Linked DNA regions of Sus scrofa: region 2 is linked to region 1. The links are chromatin contacts, called in public Hi-C maps. All regions are on one chromosome and are shown on one strand. The core of a region is the stretch at or near the end of the contact, and the rest is flanking DNA. Distances in the headings are between cores, read along the strand shown. Region 1 holds the start of FDX1 (ferredoxin 1). Region 2 holds the start of ARHGAP20 (rho GTPase-activating protein 20).

Evidence for each region. A called contact is a pair of places that touch in the nucleus more often than the background predicts.
Region 2: a Hi-C map of subcutaneous adipose tissue shows a contact between it and region 1, with 1.7 times the contacts expected there. The contact joins the promoter of ARHGAP20 here to the promoter of FDX1 in region 1. A contact is called at or near these places in 2 of 5 promoter capture datasets (fetal skeletal muscle and liver), 8 of 47 Hi-C or Micro-C datasets (alveolar macrophages, embryonic fibroblasts, fetal heart ventricle and 4 more) and 1 of 2 datasets of contacts at active chromatin or transcription factors (skeletal muscle).

The regions. Positions count from the first base shown.
Region 1 is chr9:38,374,870-38,377,436 of Sscrofa11.1, reverse strand. FDX1 (ferredoxin 1) reads right to left here and starts at 1,290. Exons shown (of 4, transcript NM_214065.1): 1 at 1,105-1,290. The coding sequence starts at 1,283. It overlaps LOC110262223 (a long non-coding RNA gene), which reads left to right and starts at 49. Exons shown (of 7, transcript XR_002347018.1): 1 at 49-782.
Region 2 is chr9:38,580,935-38,583,501 of Sscrofa11.1, reverse strand. ARHGAP20 (rho GTPase-activating protein 20) reads left to right here and starts at 1,281. Exons shown (of 16, transcript XM_021062754.1): 1 at 1,281-1,575. The coding sequence starts at 1,471.

The DNA.
Region 1 (2,567 bases), core at 41-2,540:
AGGGAAAACAGGGACAAATACCTGGCTTGCCTTCTCCATTATCTCCTTTACAGTTCATGTAACAAAAATTTATTGAGCACCCACTACATTATGGGATAAAAGGGAAAAGATGAATAAATATCACTCTCGTCTCAGGAACCTCATTGAGAAACTAGAGAGGAATATAAACCCAACACTTTCTCCCTGTGGTTCTTGCTCCCTGCTATATACCACAGCAGGTCAGAGAGGTAAGGAGCCGCCACACTGCTATACTCGGAAATATTGGGTACATTTTATCTCTATTATATCTACGGGTGGCTGTGTCTCTGAAAAACAAATATGCCCAAGAATATAAAAATTTAACATATTCCGGGCAGATTTTTTCACATCTCTTTCAACATTTAATACAAAATACTCAATGCTGTGGGCCTAGGAAACAGTTGATGCTAACAGCTGGATCTACCCGGGCCCTTGCTACGGGCCAGACAGAAAACTCCCTGCATTACCTATATGCTTGCATTTGCTCTTCAAATAATCCTGTGAGGCTTTCTCGATTGTTAGCTTCCACTTACAGACCTAAGTGTCATAGCCCAATTTAAAACTGCCTCGCCAGGCAACGCATGGCTCAACCAGAAGGGAGCAGGCACTGAAACTCGGGGATAGAGCAGGTGTTTCCTAAACGAACAGACTTGGGGACAGAACGTCCTAACCGAGCAGGAGGAAAGCCTGGAAAGAAACTGCTGGCCAGGACCTGAACCGGGCGCATCTCACGAAGATCACCGCGAGTTCAGGGCAGAGCAAAGGTGAGACCGCCGCCCGACCACACGGAGAATCAGCGCTCGGCTTTGCTGAGGGCACCGGGCCCGGTTCCCCGCCAGGCTTGGGCGGATCCGAAAGGCCACTGGGCAAAGGGACGCCAGGGAGGCAGCGACCACGCGGAGCTACCAGAGGGGGCCACGGAGAAGGCGGGGCGAAAGGCGGGTGGTGCCAGGCGTGTGCCGCCCACGCCCACTGCCCGGGAGTAGCTGACTGAACGAGAAACCGGGCGGAGGGAGGGCGGCCACGCTCCGAAGCCCCCCGCCCCCACCTGCCCCACACCAGGGCCCCCCGCGCCCCCGCCCTCACCTGCTCCACGCGCGCGCCGACAAGCTCAGCGTCCGCGCTGCGGCCGCACGGCCACCCAGACCCAGCCAGATGCTCCCGCCCGGCCCCCGGTTTCCCGCGCGGGGTCCGACGAGGGGCTGCCACCGAACTGCCGTGTCGCCCAGGGCTGCGGAGGCGACGCGCAGGAGCCGGACGGCCATAGCCAGTTGGTAACTACGGGTGTCGACGAAGGCCGCACCGCAGCGGCCGAGAAGGGGAGGCTCGGCGAGTGCGGGGTGGGGGGACGGTGCGCGGGTCTGACGCCTGGAGCCGCGGCGAGGGGCGCTTGGGGCTAGGGCCCAGGTGAGGCCTGCTCAGTGCGTAGCCGAAGGCCCAGCGCGCCTTCCGGGTGACCTATAAGCCCCGGGCGTCCCGAGTGAGGCCCCGCCTCCGCCTCCAGCCTCCCGGGCGGGGCTGTTAGGGGGCGGGGCTGCCGGCCTGGTCGGTTCATCTACTGACCAGATTCTGTCCTAACCTCGCTGCTCTGTTCCGTCTGGAGTTGCAAACAGAAGCCGTGCGTTTTAAGATAGCTGAAGTCTGACGGAAAAACACAGTAAAACAATCCCCAGTTAATTAAACCAGTTTCTTTTGTTCTGCACTTCTCTCCTCTTGCCCATTTAAAAAAAACAAAAAGTGGGAGATTTTCATCTTGGAGTTCAAAAACTAGGATAAAAGTAATTCTAGCCATTTTTAAACAAGGACAGTAGCCAATTTAAGAAATTTTCAAAACGCCAATAGGTGATACATAGAGGAATAACCATGACTATATAGTTACGAATGATCACAGTAATGAAAAAACCGGGATACCAGAGAAGGCAGGTAATGATCCTAGGCTTTGAAGAGCAAACAAATGCTCCTTGAGGACCTGAAATCCGTGAGCCTGAAAAGGAAACTTTGATAAGCTTAGATTTAAAAAAAAAAAAAAAAAGACTTACAAAGCCAGGAAGATGAATTTAAAATTACACTTTATCACTGTTAATATGTTGCAGAAGAAAAAGCGTGAGCTTTGAGGTCAGAAACAGTGATGTTCAAATTCAAGGTCTACCACTTTTGAGCTCTGAGACCTTGGATAAAGTATTCTCTTAGAGGATCAGAATCTCCATAACGTTTACGTGGATAAGATGTTCCATCCTTCAGGGCCATCCTGAAGGTTAGACAAACTAACGCGCAAGATGGGATGGTGCGTCACAAAGTCCCATAACTCTTCCTGGGACGTCCTGCCTAAGGCTGCCCTTTAAAGGCTAAAGTCAAAAGGACATTGCAAATTTACTCAGCATAATCAAACATACTTTGAAGAATATTCAGAACAAGAGTATATGCAGTATAGGCCTGATAAAAATCTCTGGGGACAATGTATGGTAGGTATTGAACCTGAGGGCAGAGAGAACCTGCAGGTTCTCTCTTTCTGCTCCTAAATTGCTTGGATCTTATGATAAAGATCGACA
Region 2 (2,567 bases), core at 32-2,531, 210 kb before region 1:
TACACGTGTGTATATGTATACACACATACATGTGCATGATTTATATATATATACACATATATATATACGTGTGTGTGCAAATGATTTACAAAGCCTGTGTAAGCCTACTTTAAACAATGTGATATAGACAAGGCTTAAAATGGTCTGGAACCTTTTGTCCCCATTACTTCCACCATAAACAATTCCGGGGTTTGGTGGTGGTGCTGGAGTGTGGGTGTGTTTGGATAGCAACTTCTGCTTGGAACAGAGCTGGCCAGGACCCTATTCTTCTACAAACTGACCTGATAAAGGCCCAACCCGGCAGGAACCTCGTTCTGCTTCTTCTTACCACAAAAAACAAACAACCCCTTCCACAAGCTAGTATCATAGAATGGTGTCTTTCATCGCTAATCCGCCCTTTATGCAGTCGGGATTTCAAGCGAAGAATGCCACCTACCGAAGCCTCCGCACCAGTCAGCTAGTCCTGCCAAGTGCAGCAACCCTCCACTCAGCCCGGGTCGGCTCCAAATCCCCTCCCTCTGATTATTCTTTGGCCTTTAAAAAATTTGCCACTATTTAGGCTGACAGGAAGTTATGCTCTCAGCGCAGATATCTGATAAACACTTCCACATATTGTAGCCTTCTCGAGAGCTAAGCCAAATTTCAGAGTCCTCGCTCCGCCTGCATTTTCCCGAATTGAGCTTGCACGTTTGGAATGCCCGTCTCCGCAGCCAGCAGCCCGCGGAAACCGCCGGTGCAAAGCGTGCGGGGCGCTGCGACACCACGGGCCGCGGGCGGGCGAACCGGCGGGGCTGCACCGTGCGCGGCCACGGCCCTCTGCGACGTGCCACTCGGTCCCCGGGCCTCCTGGGCGGGGGAGGGGCCAGGCGGGGGACCCCTCTGTGGTCCGCCGAAAGCGAGGCAGGCATCGCTGCCACTCCCCTGTTCAGGCTGAGGTCGCCACAGCTGCGCCGCCGCACGCGCTGCCGCGGAAAGGGATGGGGTCGGGTGCAAGGGGGCTGGCGGCGGGAGAGGCGCGCATCACCGCGCTAGAGGACCAGGTTCGTAACACCGGCCGGTGAGCTCCTGCGGGCTGGCCCCACTTGGAGGCGTGGACGGAGAAGGTCAGTCGGTCGCCGGCGCCCTAACACATATCAAGGCAGGCGCGCGGCCGGGGGCGCCACAGGCCGGGCGGGCGCAGGGAGGGTTGGGGCCGGAGGAGGGCGGCCGGGGGCGGGCCCGGAGCAGGGAGCCCGGCGCCGAGGGGCGGGCCCGAGGCGGGGCAGCCGCGGCGCTGCCGGGCGGTCTCCGCTGCAATCGCCCGCAGCCGTAGTGCTGAGCGCGGGCGGCGGTACATGGCCCCGACGGGAGGCGCGCTGCCCGCACCTGGAGCCACCTCGGCCCCGCGCGTCCTCTCCCGTCCGGCCTCCGTCCCGCGGACATGACCGCGTAGCCTCCTCCTGGGCTGGGATTGGCTGGAAAGTCCTCTTCATGGAAGCGATGTCCCCCCAGCAGGAGACTCTAGGGGGGCAGCCGGGGCGCTCCTCTTCCCTGACCGGAGTGTCTCGGATCGCGGGCGGCCCCGGCACCAAGAAGGTGAGGACCGAGCGGGGCCCCGCGCCCGCCGCCGCCGCCGCCGCCGCCGCCGCATCCCCACTCCCTTCGCGCGCCCTCCGCGCCCATCAACACCGCGCGGGCCGGACGCCGCGGGGATTTAACGCTCGAGGCTCGTGGCCCGAACGCCGAAGGGATTTAACGCTCGAAGCTCGCGGCCCGCGGCATTCGGCCCTGACCGTTCCCGCCTTCCCGTCTCCCTAGCCACCCGGCACCCCGGGCTCTTGGCAACTAGCGTTTTAGTCGTTCTCCAAGCGGACCAGACAGCCGTCCTATCCGTCTCCATCCGCGCAAAACCCGCAGCCCCGCTCCTCCCCCGGGCGACGCGGGCGGGCCGGGTGTGGGGCTTCGCCCTCCCCGGCCCTGGGGGTCCCCCCAACCCCCGGGTCCCCAGGTTCCCCCCCAACCCCGGTCCTCAGGCTCCCCCCCCTCCCCCCCGCTCCGGTCCCCAAGCCTCCCCCCGCTCCGGTCCCCAGCCCCCCCCCCCTTCGCGCCTGGTCCCCAGGCTCTCACCGTTCCTTTTTGGGGTCAGCTCCGGGGTCTTCAGGGCCTCGGCGTCCGCTCGGGCGCGGCGCCCACGATGAAGGTAGGCGGCCGGCTGCAGCGCCCAAGGGCTTAGCCCTTCACCTGGACGCGGCGGGGAGGCCGCTCCGCGCTCTTTGGTGGCTGGTGGCGGGCGGAAGGGAATGCCTGCTCCCAGCGCGGCGCTCTCGGCACGACTCTGGGTCTGGGGGGCGGTGGTCAGCCTTGTGGGTGTGCTGGGATTGGTAACGGTCGACGCCGGGGGCTGCGAAGGCCGGGTTGGGCCTGAAACCTGGCGGGGTGGGGCAGGTGGGCTGCGACGAGGGTCGCGGGAGGGCTCTCTCCCTGGTCCGGTTCGCAGGGCTTGAGGACAGCGCACAGGGTCCCTGTCAAAGCTGGGAGGAGGGATGCGGAATACAACTTGTGGCGTTCCATTCGGATAAACACGGCCG